Regions from separate parts of the Rattus norvegicus genome. Here regions 1 and 2 are each linked to region 3. Evidence: chromatin contacts called from public Hi-C data. All regions are on one chromosome and are shown on one strand. The core of a region is the stretch at or near the end of the contact, and the rest is flanking DNA. Distances in the headings are between cores, read along the strand shown.

The links. A called contact is a pair of places that touch in the nucleus more often than the background predicts.
Region 1: a contact with region 3 is called in a Hi-C map of liver, with 3 times the contacts expected there. The contact joins the promoter of Tor4a here to the promoter of Npdc1 in region 3. A contact is called at or near these places in 2 of 12 Hi-C or Micro-C datasets (kidney and liver).
Region 2: a Hi-C map of liver shows a contact between it and region 3, with 3 times the contacts expected there. The contact joins the promoter of Tprn here to the promoter of Npdc1 in region 3. A contact is called at or near these places in 7 of 12 Hi-C or Micro-C datasets (the A7r5 cell line, the Rat2 cell line, frontal cortex and 3 more) and 1 of 1 datasets of contacts at active chromatin or transcription factors (oligodendrocytes).

Annotation. Positions count from the first base shown.
Region 1 is chr3:28,402,824-28,407,541 of GRCr8, forward strand. It overlaps Tor4a (torsin family 4, member A), which reads right to left and starts at 3,318. Exons shown (of 2, transcript NM_001107816.1): 1 at 3,115-3,318; 2 at 1-2,436. The coding sequence starts at 2,400. The coding sequence ends at 1,096. LOC108350588 (60S ribosomal protein L23-like) reads left to right here. Exons shown (of 1, transcript XM_063284810.1): 1 at 1-2,484.
Region 2 is chr3:28,471,774-28,476,456 of GRCr8, forward strand. It overlaps Tprn (taperin), which reads left to right and starts at 2,549. Exons shown (of 4, transcript NM_001024309.2): 1 at 2,549-4,417. The coding sequence starts at 2,549.
Region 3 is chr3:28,616,505-28,621,343 of GRCr8, forward strand. Npdc1 (neural proliferation, differentiation and control, 1) reads left to right here and starts at 2,432. Exons shown (of 9, transcript NM_001004231.1): 1 at 2,432-2,607. The coding sequence starts at 2,496. Entpd2 (ectonucleoside triphosphate diphosphohydrolase 2) reads left to right here. Exons shown (of 9, transcript NM_172030.1): 8 at 1-58; 9 at 133-733. The coding sequence ends at 336.

The DNA of each region.
Region 1 (4,718 bases), core at 2,068-4,567, 210 kb before region 3:
CTAACCCAGAATGATGAGCATTCAAGGCAAAGTCTGGGTGCAGCCACCAGGTGGCAGCACGGACATGGCCGGAGTACTAAGAAACCTCATGCCTAGCCAATTCCACACAAATGGGAGACAGGGGTTGAACCTAGGACGCCAAAGGCTACAGGGACCCTCACCCCACGTAACTGTGGTAACCAGACAGTTACACTGCTAGGGAAGAGGACTTCACGTCCGGCACAGCACATGCAGGTAGAGGCTTTGGGACCTGCCCATCTGACCCCACCCCACTGGGTCTCATGCTTGCTTCCTGCTTCCTATAAACAGCCAGCAAGGCTCGAGGTATGGTTCACTTCCACTGCTGTCCCTCCAGAGCCAGGGGCTGGAAGGGGCCAGTACAAGTTCTTCAGCAGTAAGACAGACTGGAGTCCAGTGAGCCTTTCTTGGGAAACCTGACTTTGAGTGGTTTCCCAGGAAGTCTCCCCAGGGGGGGTGGAGACACATCACCTCCCTGGAGGTAGAGGTTCCTCCTAACCTCTTGTGGTAAGCAGAACTCTGAACCTTGTAACTGATTCCAAAACCATTCTACATGTCTCTCTGGGGAAAACGGACAGCCAGCCTCAAGAGGATGGGTCTCCTCTTAGCTTCCACTGCATTTGAAGAATTCCACTGGATCTACTCACTGGCTTGGAGTCTTCTACCAGCTCCACGGCCCTCTGAGGCAGGCCTAAAGAAGCATTCTCCACCTCTGGGCTCTAAGCTAAAGAGGCATTCAAGGGGTGGCTGGGAGTCTGTGAGAGGCATGGAGGCTGCCGCAAGTTCCAGTGGACCACGATCCTACCCCAACCACACACTGAGACAACTGTACCATAAGCACACACTGGCTACCTCCTAGGGTTATGGAGGTCCTATCGCACGCTCCTGGGACATGAGAGACATAGTGGGAGCTGGGGGGTGGGGGAGACTCCATACAGGAAGGTAGCTGCTTTTCTGGTGACCTCAGGGGTGAAGAAGAAGAGGAGCTGAGGCACTGCATCAGCCTCCATAGCTCCTGGGGTGAACCAGCTTAGGGGCCACAAATCACCTGACATCCTTCCTGTTTTCTTCAACAGTTCAAACGCCTGGGCCCACTGACTCGTGTCCGGCATGTGCAGGCTTGTGTTGCAAGAGGTTCACCTTAGCTACTACCTGCTTGCAGCCAGTGATGGCGAATTCATGTCCAGCAACATGGTAGTAGCTGAGCTGCTCCGCCAGATGTTCTGCCTGCGCCTGCTCAGGAAAAAAGCCCTCCCCGGCCATCTCCTCTCTGAAGCAGTTGACTACATCCGGCTTGTCCAGTAGCAGGAAAGGCACGATGGCCGCAGTGTGCCACAGAGGGTGTTCACGGGCCAGGAGCTCTCGAAGACTGGTTTGTAACTCTTCCAAGGCTGGAGATTCCTCAGTCTGAGTACGGCCTACACTGTGGCGGAGTGAGGGCAACATCCGTGACGCATTCTGCAGCACAAAGTGTGTGATCTCTATACCGCCAGCGCCACTTAGGAGTACATAGATAGCATTGTGGAAATGGTGAGAGCGCTGTGGCTGCAGGAGGTCGTGCAGCTCATCCAGCAGCGCAGGTGGTAAGAGTTCAGCCTCATCCAGAACCAAGAGTGGGGTCTTCTCCTCGGCCTCAGCCTGTGCTACCACATCTGCCACACGCTGTGCCAGCTCCTTCCGGCAGTCCTGAACCGGGCGTAGCTCTGGACAGTGATGTCGTGCATGGTACTGCAGAACCAAAGCACCATCCTCAAGCACTGCACGGAAGTGGCGAGCCAGCAGGCGCCCCACGTGACTCTTGCCTACACCACTGGGCCCGTGCAGTGCCAGGAGCAAGGGGTGACTGTGCACATGGGTAGCCAGGTAGTCTCGCAGCAGGGCCATGATGCGGCTCACAGCAGCCGGCTGGCCAAACACAGAACGCTGCAGCGCCTTCTCCAGCCCGTCGAGGTCGTAACGTTGTGCATTATCGTCCAGATTCTCAATGGCGTTGAGAACCTGGAACCCTACAATGGCTACAAGAAGCAGCAGGCAACGCTGCGCACGACTCTGCCGCTCTGTACGGGGTCGACACTTCCGTGAGGTTTCCGGGTAGAGCACTACCCGACTACGCCTGCGCCTCTTGCGGGGTGTCCTAGAAGACAGCTCCGTCAGGCTGTCGAAGGTGAAGAATTTAGGTTGGTCTAGGTCAGCACGCAGAGTCCCCAAGCTGGCGCTGGACCCGAGTGTCCCCGTCCCAACGCTCGGCTCAGTGCCGGTCTGCAAGAGGCGCCTCTTGCGCAAGACGCAGACTCGGCGGCGCAGACGGAGCACGGCGCGCACTGGCGCGATCACACATGGCCCCTTGGCCTGGGGCTCTAGGCTAGGATGGCCGCGGTCCATGGTTCAGGACCTGTGCTGTGCATGCAGTTCCCCTCCCTGCAATAGGAAAATGGGAAGACTTCCTGAGTCCCGGATCTTACCCTCTGGGAGTTCCTTAAGGAGTTTTACGGCCAAAGACTAGCCCCGCCTCCCCAAGCTCCACCAACCAGGAAGTCCAGCTCTCTGCAGGAGGGCCCCAACGCATGCAAATCTCTTGGGTCCTCTCAGAAAAGGACTAGGCCTTGAGGAAGTGCGGGGGTGGGGTGAGGTGTATAATTTATCAAATTGTTGACTTCCCCCTTGGAGGAATAAACAGAAGGTTCGTTGTAATAATGTCACTGATTAGGGATACAGAATAGTCAAATTGAACCCTGCACACAACACACCCAGCACCTATCAGACTGTCAAAAGGCTTTACAGGTCCCAAGTAGGCCCCTTGTCCCAGAGGACTAGGTACCCCTAAGAGTTGAGACTCTCCCCATACTTAGGACAGTTGGCGGAAAGGAATGTGCAGACCAACTGTCATGTTTTTGAGGATGGGCTCTATCACTGTCCCTAGTCACAGCCTAGACCTTTCAATCCACTGCCAGCCTTAGCCACCATCCAGGCCCAAATCTGGGGCCCCTCAGCATCCTCCCAGAGAACACAAGAGCAGAAGATGAACAAAAGGAGCCAGGAAGGACTAGAGCCTTGACTGTAAGGAGGCTGGCCTGGATTTCTCCATATCATCCCTACCTGCGGCTGCTCGGGCTCCCCAGCTCGGCCACTCCCTTCCAAGGCCAGTAGCCAGCAACTCAGGAAACAGGAAATGCTAGTCTTCCACCCAAAGGGTTAGGTGGGTGGGCCAGGGTCTGGCTGGTCCAACGCAGGCTTGAAGGGGCAGCGACTCCTGCAGGTCCCCAGGGACAGGAGCAGAGGAAGCTCTGGGGAGGTTTCCGCTTAGATGCAAAGGAAGTGAGTCAGGGGTGCTGGCAGGCGGAGCTTGGGCCGAACGGATCCGCCAGTGGGGGGAGGTCTGGCTGACTGGCCCAGAACCCCTATCCAGGGCACAGAGAGGGAGGGCCCGGTCCAGCAGCTCTTCCCATAGGTTCCCTGGACTCCTAAAAGCTCAGTCTGCCCTCTATTGACATCCCCTCTGCCAGGACACTCCTTTCCCTCAGAAAACTGAGGAAGGGACCCTAAAGACCCTCCTGAGGCTCTAGCTGAATGTAAACTAATAGAGCAGGTCGTTTGCTTAACTGGGCACCTCTAATTCCTTTCTTTCCCTCTCTGCTCCCCTTCCTTCCCCTACTCTACCCCCACCCACCCCTTTGCCCATTCAACTGGACCTCTCATAGGACAGAACCCAAGAAACACAAGTTCTAGAGCTAGGGATAGAACCCCTTATGCTCAGGGTCCTTGTGGAGTGGGAGGGGCGGGTTTAGAAAGGTTCTTGGGCTAAGAACTTGGAGACGGAAAAGCTTTAGACTTTTCATGGCAACCTGTCTGCCTGTAGCCCGGCTCACCAACATGCCCTTCTGTGCAGGAAGGGCCCATGCATGGATGGCCACCGACTCCTCCCATTCTGGAAGGGAGCTGGTTGCTTCCTTGGCCAGCCTGGGATTCCTGAACTTTCCAGCTCTCTCACGTTTAGAGTGGCTAAAATGGACAAGTGTTTCCAGATCCCTCTAAACAACTCAGGCTCACCTATAACCCACCTCGCATCTACACTTACAGACCGTGTAAAATGTGTGCAGAAAGCTGACTGACCAGGCCCTAGAGGGGAGAGGCTCTTAAAAATCTTGGTTTTCTAGTCTAGAATTTTCTGACCCAGGAAGGATACTGGGTCCTGGGGTAGCTGGTCAGGCCCTGTAAAAAAGGGACAGGGTAATCTGTAGGTAAGCCCAATGCTGGCCAGTTACTTTTGCAAGAGGCTGATCTGTCAAATTCTCAGGCACAGTCCCATTTTGGGATACAAAAAAGGCCTGATAAAGTGACCCATTTAGGGAACTTATGCCGCAGAGTTAATCTTTGCAAGGAGAAGGCTTTTATAGACAGGTTTGTAAGCTTCAGTGCCCGATCCCTTGTCCAACCCTACTGTAAAATCTAACTTTACTGGCCCCAGACCTGACCCTTCACCCTTTCCTTCCACAACTCCTTGAAGGCATACTTGGCCCACACAAGCAGAATCCAACTACACAGACCTTTGTCTCTCACAGCCCTCAGCCTCTAGCAGCCCTTCCCTCTGCCCAATGGCCTTGCCCAGCATCCAGTCCTCTCCCAGCTTCTGTCCAGGGCCCAGTCCTTTCCTGTCTACCCAATGTGGCCCCGTCGCCATCCTTAGCACATGAAAACAGTCC
Region 2 (4,683 bases), core at 1,299-3,798, 140 kb before region 3:
CTCAGTCTCCTGACTCTCCTGGGATTAAAGGCATGCACCACCACCACCAGCTGACTAGGTCATTCTTTTACAAGAGAAAAAAGGAAAGAAAAAAAAAAAATCTGTGTGGCTGTGGAGCACAGGTGCAATGTCCATGGAGGCCATAAGATGGCACTGTATCTCCAGGAGCAAGTTACAGCCATCCAGGTGCTAGGATCTAAATCCAGGTCTTCCCTCTACAGAGCAGCAGATGTTAACACCTCACCAGTCCCTGGCCATTTATTTTGGACGAAGAAGAGACTGTCCTGAGGATGTCAGAAGGTTGGTAGTGTGTCTGGTCTGTAGCAGCCTTCATTTGTAACAACCAGTAGTTCATTCTGACATTGCCATGTTTCTGTTGAGAATCACTAGAAAATAACTTCGTGTGCTCCTTTGCAGAACAAGTGTGCTGGTCTGTGCTCCAGCACAGCAGGTTATGCCTCCTCTGTTGGGGACAAATCGTCAGGCATGTCACTCACTGAGGACATCAGTCAAGGGGTGACTTGTAAGGTTTGCCCCCAGCTAGGAAAAAATGTTTCTAATCTAGGATTGGGCTGATTTTTTTTCTCAAAGCAAGATACGAGGTGAGCTTTGGAGTGGTTTTCCTTGTAACATTTCTTAGATTTTGTTTTGTGTGTTCCTGTTTTATTTTGGTAATTTAGAATTTGAGTATAAAAGGCATGAGTACTAGAAGTTCTCTTTGAAGAACTTCTCTTTGAAGAAGTTCTCTTTGAAGCTGAGACTGTGGCTCAGTAGTAGAGAGTTCACCCAGCATGCAGAAGGCTCTGGACCCAATCTCCGACACTACAGGGTAAGTTAGCAATGTGGGTTTTTTTTTTTAAGATTTATTTATTTTATTTTTTGGTTGTGAGCCTAGCCTTTAACGGCTGAGCCATCTCTCCAGCCCTTATTTTTTAAGATTTATTTATTTATTATATATGAGTACATTGTAGCTGTCCTCAGACACACACATCAGATCTCATTACAGATGGTTGTGAGCCACCATGTGGTTGCTGGGAATTGAACTCAGGACCTCTGGAAGAGCAGTCAGTGCTCTTAGCCGCTGAGCCACCTCTCCAGCCCGATTTATTTATTTACTATGAGTACACTGTAGCTGTCTTCAGACACTCCAGAAGAGGGCATCAGATCCCAGGACAGATGGTTGTAAGCCACCATGTGGTTGCTGGGATTTGAACTCAGAACCTCTGGAAGAGCAGTCAGTGCTCTTAAACTCTGAGCTGTCTCTCCAACCCTGAAATTCATTTATAATCTCCAGTTTATATTGATGGAGTGGACCAGCAGGCAACTTAAAGATAAAGGAAGGTGGTGTGAGCTGTAGATTTGCCATTCAACCCAGAAGCCTAAGGCACCTACCCCTAGTTTGAGTCTGTTTTTGCAAAGGCCCACATTCCATGAGGCAGAGTCCCTGGAAGGCAAGAGGCACGGCGGGCAGCGGTGCCAGGCCTCAGCTGGCTGTGGACTGTAAGGCAGGTGAATGGAAAACACACCGCCAGTCAGCAGCCTCCAATTTTCTAATCCCTCCAAGCAGTTGCCCTACTGTGTATGCTGGGGAGGGAGCCGCATTATGCAGCTCTACCTAAAGAAAGTTTTCACTACTTATCAGCTGTGAGGTTGTAACCCTTCAGAGTCACTACCCCCCTACCCATTCTTGGAGGTATGCGTTTCAATAGGAGTTAGTGGGACCTTTACCCTTGTTTTTGTACTTCTCTGCATGACAGAACTGCCTAAATGTGTAACGTGTGTGTGTGTGTGTGTGTGTGTGTGTGTGTGTGTGTGTGTGCGTGCGCGCGCGCGCGCGCGCGCGCGCGCAGAAACAAGGCTGCTTCCTTGCCTCTTACACATAATGGATACCTGGCAGAACCGTGGGTGGCAAGCTGTAAACCAGATATTCATACACGCAGTAAGTCTGGGACCTACAAAACCAAGATTCTCGAAAATACACTCTTTATTCCCCGAGTGGATCTCAGAAGCAGCATTTCTAGGTCCGAAAGGGAACCTTGGCTGCCTGCCCACAGCGGTTCAAGGACTCCAGATTGGTGCGGAGCCTGGGCCTAAAGGTGGAAGGCCCTTGCAGCTTGTATACTGAAGTCAGAACTGTGCCAAGGTCACCTAGGTCGCAAGGGTCCGCTAGGCGATACCTGCTTTAATTACAAGCCCTACTTTAATTGGGATCCAAGGCGCCGGATTTAGAGCGCAAAGGCGGAAGTGAGGAGCAGCCATTGAGCAGCGCTTCACTGGGTGTCCACAGACTTTCACCAATAGGGTCTGACTAGTGCCGGTTGTAGTCCAATGAAAATGCTAAAGGGGAGGGGTTTAGTGGGTATTCTCCAGTCAACTGGGCTGTTTGCTTCTGCTATAGGTAGGTAGTCCTGCCCTTAGGTCCGAGCGCGCTTGCCCAATTGGCGGCTACCAAGGGGGGCGTGGCACGGCGCGGTACTGAGGCAGGTAGCTGAGAGTCAGTCCGACGCGCGATCGCCGTGCAGTCCTGTCGCGGCCGCACGGCCGCAGCATGGCCGGCCTGGGGCGGCTCGATCCGGGGCCGCGAACCGTGATGCCCGCCTGGAAACGGGAGATACTTGAGCGGAGGCGAGCTAAACTGGCCGCTCTGAGCGGAGGCCCGGGATCTGGAGCGGCACCGGATGGGCCTAACGAGCGGCTGGTGCTGGCGGAGAGTCTGGGTCCACTAAGCCAGAACCCGTTCATGCGACTTGAATCGGAGAGGCGGCGCGGGGCGCGGCCCGCTCAGCAGCTGCTGGAGCTGTACTGTCGTGTGCCCGGCGTGCGGACCATTCGAGCCGACAACATCCTCATCATCGAGTCAGCGCCAGGGTTCCCGCCCGCTGTGCCGCCCGCTTCGAGCATCCGCGCTGCCGAGGTAGTGGTGTACGAGGAGCCACAGCCCGGCCGGGTCAGCCGCCTGCTAGAAAAGTTCGACTCGCCTGCTGCGCCCCGCCGCCGCGGGAGCCCAGAGCGCTTCCGCCCTGCGCTCCCGCAGCTTCCCGTGGCGCCTGCATCTGCTGCCACGCGCGCTCCTACCAATCGGTCGTTGGCTCCTGCCCCACCGGTGCTCCCTAGCCAGCCCGCACCCCCTATTTCGCCTGTCCCCGTTGCCCAGCGCGCGGGTCAGCGCTCTGCCTGTTGCGAGCCCGCGCACCCCGACGGCACTGCCGGCCCCGGGGCCCGGCGCAGCGACTTCCTACAAAAGACCGGCAGCAACTCCTTCACTGTCCACCCCCGAGGCCTGCCCGGCAGTGCGGTCAATCGCTCGCTTTCTAATGGACCCATGACTCAGGAATCCCCTGCCGGCCCTGCCAATGGGTTGTCGGGCTCTCCGCCTGTACCGGGCAAGTGGAAGCCAAAGGTGGAGTCAAAGGAACCCTCCCTCCACCCACCCCCAAGCCCTGGGACCCCAAGTGCCACTCCAGTTGGGCCCCCTGCCTTCCTGGCGCCCAGCCCAGCCAGTGCCACTCCCAGTCAGCGCCAGTGGGTCTCCTCTGCCACCAGCGCCAATGACTCCTTCGAAATAAGGCCATCCTCCAAGCCAGACATGGAAACTATCCCAATTGGGGACCTTCAGGCCAGAGCCCTGGCCAACCTCAGAGTGAACTCCCGCAACTCCTTCGTGTTGATCCCCAAGCGCAAAGCCCCTGGGAACTATCCTTCGGCGGCGGGGAGGCAATTCGAGGAGCCAAAGGGGGAGGTGGGCTGGGCCTCTCAGAGCCAGGGGCTCGGATCCCAGCTGGTGTCTACAGTGGATGGTGCACCTGCCCTAGAGAAGAGTTCCTTGGCTGCTGAGATGCAGTGGGCAGTTAGGGAGGGAGGCTGCCCCAGGCCAGCCATTTCTGACACAGACAAGTCTGTTAGGAGGCAGAGGCCAGCCTCACCACCTCCATTTCTACCAGCCACTACTGAAGCTGAGCCGGCTGAAGGCTTGGGGGTTCCTGGCTTGACCAAGAATGGCCAGGAGCCTGTGAGGCCAGGACTTCCAGTCACCTTCATTGATGAAGTAGACTCAGAGGAGGCGGCCTTTCAAGAAGCCAAACTGCCCTCTTCAGCAGTTGGTGTGCCTTCCCAGTACCACCTGCACCCTTCCACACCTGGGCACACCTCAGAGCTCCTCAACCGAGGTAGCAACACTTTCACAGTAGTGCCCAAGAGGAAGCCAGGGACCCTTCAGGAGCCACACTTAAGTCAGACTAATGGGCAGTTCCAGCAAGGGGCAGAGGAACAGGATGCTGATAGCCTCTCGGGACCCCACACTACCCTGGAGAATGCCCTAAAGAAACGATACCCCACTGTGAATGAGATTGAGGTGATCGGTGGTTACCTGGCCCTGCAGAAGTCCTGCCTCATCAAGGCTGGCTCCTCCAGAAAAAAGGTAAGTGGTAAGGAGAGGGCTGCTGGCACAGATGCCTTCTCCATAAATCACAGGAGAATGGGGCTGTGTGCTTGGGCCCAGTCCAGGGCCTCTGTGAACTTTGACAGCCCCAGGCTGTAGTTAGCCTACTGTTTACTTCAGAGATTTGGGAGAAGTAGCCAGGGAGTGCAGGGTTCCAGCATCCTTTTGGAAAAGGGTAGTTTTGCCGTCTACCTTCAGGAATAGCCTAGCCCGTTGACTCTGGCCTGGCCTTTGATTTGGAGGTA
Region 3 (4,839 bases), core at 1,182-3,681:
GAGCCGTGGTTACCACTTCGATGAGCGCTCCTTCAGAGAAGTGGTCTTCCAAAAGAAGGTGGGTAAACGGCGGGGTCAGAGGGTTGGGGTGCGGCCTCTTGGAGGCTGATGCCATGCCGTCCCCCCTCTTAGGCTGCAGACACGGCTGTCGGCTGGGCGCTGGGCTACATGCTGAATTTGACTAACCTGATTCCTGCCGACCTCCCCGGACTACGCAAGGGCACCCACTTCAGCTCCTGGGTCGCTCTCCTGCTGCTCTTCACAGTCCTGATCTTGGCGGCGCTGGTCCTGCTCCTGCGCCAGGTGCGTTCTGCCAAGTCTCCAGGCGCCCTCTAGGGGTGAACTGGGAGCCTCTCCCAACTCCCTACTATCCCTCCCTTCCAGAGGGCATCTCTGACCCTGAAGCAGCCTGGAAACCAACGTTCCCTATCTACATTCACAGAAAGCCTACGTGGGCAGCCCTGAGTTCTCAATTAATCCTCCTCTCTCTTCCTAGGATGTCAGGTCTCAGCCTGTGACTCAGGGTGAGGTCCATTCGGAGTGGGACTTTTGTTCTGATCTTCAGGGCCCTGGGAACTTTCTGTCTGGGCCTTTAGAAAGGCAGGCACCAGAGCCTACAGGCTGGGAGTCAGTTCCATGCCTACTTGTAAAAACTTTTGTAATAAAAGATTTTTCCTAGAGCAGCGAAGTGTTCCTAGGGCGGGGCACCCTTGGTCGCCTGTTCTGCCTTCCAGCTGTGTTGTTGGTTATTTGGGTGAAACCTGGTTCCAAGATACTGACTTTTCTTGCTTCCTCCCTTTTTGTACCAGGCCTGAGGCAATGGAGGCACTCCTACCTACTCTGCTCTGGGGTTGTCCCTGAGTCTGAGTTTTCTCTGACAGACAGAACCCTAACAAACCGCAGGTCCCCCTCGAATGACATCCACAGGAATTGAGGCTGCACTCCCAAGCTGTTTTTTCCAACTGATACTTGAGATATTAGTAGGCCTGAAGGTCAGAGGCACCTGCATCCGCAGCCTAAGTCTCTGTGTTCTCTAGGTGGGAAAGTGTGACCCGAGTATGGGACTCTCTTGCCTCTTTCATGGGAAATTAGCTCAGACTCTATTTCTGTGCAGTCAATGCCTTAAGGGCTGGGTTGGGATGGTAGCTCGAGTGCATGCGTGCGCGACACACACACACACACACACACACACACACACACACACAGAGAGAGAGAGAGAGAGAGAGAGAGAGAGAGAAGAATCATTCGATACATTTTTTAAACCTGCACTGACAGCCCCCTCTTTGAGTTTGCTAGCCTGAAGGATGGGAAGACAGGTAAGGCTGGGGAAGTCAGCCTTGTTCTTTTCTCTGTGTGTGTTTTTTGTTTTTTTTCCCCCTCATGAGACAGGGTTTTCCCTCGGCTGTCCTGGAACTTACTTTGTAGATCTGGCTGGCCTCAGACTTACAGAGATCTGCTTGCTTCTGCCTCCCAAGTGCTGGGACCAAAGGTGTGCACCACCATCCCCCAGCCCTGTTTTTCACTTTTAAGACAGGGTCTCACTATATATTCATGGCTCTCCTGGAACTTGATATGTAGATCAGGCTGGCCTCAAACTCACAGAGATTTGCGTACTTCTGCATCTTGAGTGATGGGATTAAAGGCATGAACCATCACGCTGAGCTTCAACATTGCTTTCTTGATTCAGCCAGGGGGGTGTCTCCGTCGGGGGTGGAGTGTCCCCTTGGGACTGTAAGTGAATGGTAATCATGAGGTACCATGGATGGTCTACATGTGACTCAAGCCATTACCTGGGATCATGACCACCTTGGACAGCTCCCAGACGACTGTCAACTTATGTCAAATTACTCTTGCCCCCTGGTGGCATCATTCGGGAACGAGCCTGACTTGATCTTGTGAGCCTGCTGGCTGTGTTTGCTTTTCTTCGTAGCGTAGAAAGTACACCGGTGTGTCTCTATACACCTGTTTATCATTGTTGGATACATTTTGCAAACCTGCAACAGTCAGCCTAGTCTACATAACCAGGATCTGTCCCTGGGTTCCCCTAGTCTAAGCTCCTCCGTTCTAACTGGGTGGGTGGTGAGGGCAGTCGGACCACTAAAAAGGCGTGAATCCTGGGACGCCCACTGCTAGTCAATCCCAAGCCAGATTTCTTGGTAATGAGGCAAACTGCTGTAGAGACTAGAGGACGGGAGACACTCAGCCGCCTTTAGAAAGGGGGCCCCATCAGGATGTAGAGGGAGGGGGGCTCCGACTAGAAGAGATGTCCCGCCCCCGCAGGTAGAGCGCGCAGGCGCACTTCGGACACTTTTCTCTGGCCGCCGCGCCTCCATCCCATCCCGGATCCATTGCCGCAACGTCAGCGCCGCCGCCTCCTCTTTTCCTCTTCCTCCTCCGCCCCTCTCGCTTCCCGGCTTCTCCAGTCGCGGTTCCCGGAGTGGGTACCGAGCCCGGGGCCGTGGGGTGCCATGCTGCCCGGGTGGCGGCGCTGAAGCATGGCGACGCCCGTCCCTCCGCCTTCCCCGCGGCACCTGCGGCTGCTGCGGCTGCTGCTCTCCGGCCTTATTCTGGGAGCGGCCCTGAATGGTGCCACCGCCCGCCGCCCGGGTGAGCGAGCGCTCTAGGCGCAGGCTGCGGGGCGCTCCGGGGCTGGGATTGCCGGGTGGGGAATCCTGCCACCCGGCGCCGCCCTAGTCTTCCCTGCCACCGCCCTGGCCTTACCCAGGCCCACAGGCCAGGCAGGCCCTATCCGCTGGGCATGGGTAGGGTAAACAGGTCAGGCCTGTTGAAGGCCATGCTAGATGAGTCTTCTCTCGGGTTCTTGGAAGCGAATGTAGATTTCACGTGCTTTTGGTCTTTGTCTCTGGGTCCCAGAGTCAGTCTGTTGTGTGTCTCCGGACGTCTTTCTGGGTCTTCAGCCATCTGGTTCCTCGTGGCCCTTCAAGGGGATCCTGTGTCTTTGTTTTTGTGTCTCCCAGGCTTGCAGTTGGCAGTGTTGTTCCTGGTGTCAGCGGGCCTTGCCTGTCAGCCCTGTCTCAAGTGTGTGTGTGTGTGTGTGTGTGTGTGTGTGTGTGTGTGTGTGTGTGTGTGGTGTAGAGGGGTTCCTATGACAAAGTCTAAGGGTTCCAGGCCTAGGGTCTTGTTCCAATTTAGTGGGGTCAAGCTGCCCCCATCCCCTGCCCTGGAGGGCATGCACCACCCAGTCCTCTGGTCTGAGGTCTGTGTATTGACCCTTTAGAAGAGTGTGACCCCCTCTCCCCCAACTGGGAGAACCTTCTTGACAGATGGGTCCTGAAGCCACAGGATTCAAATTGAATCTCCCAGAGGGGAGTGAAGTGGGAGAGGGTGCCTATATGTTCACTGAGTTTGTCTGGTATGTATGGGAGCTGCTTTGAGCCCAGTTTACAGATGAGGAAACTGAGGGCACGGAGAGGTGACTGGTATGTGGCACAACTGGAACTCTTAACAAGATCAGTCTGGAAGTGGGGCCTTAAGAGCTTGGCAGACCTCCTCCTAGGCAAGCAACCCAGGAACTGAACTGAAGGTTGGCATGACTGGAAAGGTTGGCATGACTGGAAGAGACTCTGGAGGGTGGAGGGCCAGACTGGGCCTTGGCAGAGGTGCTAAATAGGCTGTCTCCCAGGTGGGTCCACCTCAGGGATGGGACTCAGTACTGACCTCCCTGGGCAGGTGCAGGCCTCTGCTCATTGGCCTCTAGCTGAATGCAGAGGCCTGGCCTGACCCCATGCTAAGCAGCCTCGTATCAAACCTAGTGCCCAGGAAAGGCCAGTAGCCAGGCATGGGTAGGAAACCAGTTACTCTCCAGCTGCCATTGTTTCTGGGACCCAGGCTGGAGGGAGTCTTTCTACCCAAGATTAAACAGTAGGCTGGCGGACTAGGGAGGCCCTACAGCCCTAAGCCGGCATTGTGCTCCACCTCTAGTATAGGTCTGACTAGGTTGTCAGCACCAGGGGCAGGGACCGTCTGGCTCCCTGGAGCCGAGCTGGTGGGTGGAGCCCATGGAAGCCTCCTGGCACTGTGCTGTTTAACTCTCCCAAGCCCCAGGCTTAGATTGCTGTTCCTGGAGGCTGCTGACACAGTCTGTGGAGGATAGAAGGTGTGCAGCCTGGGACTCGGTGTGCCACCTGCCACCAGAGCCTCTGGAACCTCTTTGCGGGAGATGTAGAGTGTCAGATTACAAAGGAAACTAAGCCAGAGTCTGTACACATCCCAGGGAGCCTGCAGTGTGGAGACTGGAAGGGTCTGGTTGGCCTGAGAGACAGGCAGGGTTGATGGCCCTGCTGGGTTCCTGAGACAGGGACTAAAGTTGCAGTCGCAGGCTGGGATTATTCCTTACCTTTGAAGCAACTGAACTTGTGCATCCCATAGGAGAGACTGAGGCGTAAAGCTCACTGCTCTGTGTAGCTGTGTCAGGATGGGCTGATTGGCAGGTATAAGAGAACATTGTGCTCTGGACCCCGAGCGACAAAAGTGTGAGTCAGAACTATGACTTATGGCAGCCCCAACACTAATCAGCCCAGGCCTTTCAATGCCTGCATTGTATCTAAGCCAGTGCCTTCTTAGGTCTCCCAAACCCTAGTGCCCTGAAGACAAAGGCTAGGCAGAGAGAGCCACTGTCTTCTGGACTGAGCATTTGTTCTGTGGGCTGCCAGACTAACTCTAGGGTTATAGGATTATGTGTTGGGGTATGGAGAGGAGCCCCAGTGTTTAGGAGAAATGTCTACCCAGCATCCTTTGCTTCTCCAGAGCCGATGAGAGAACAGAGCTCTGTCCTCAGTAGCAATTTGGATGGAAGGTTCTGGCTCACTCTGAGCCATG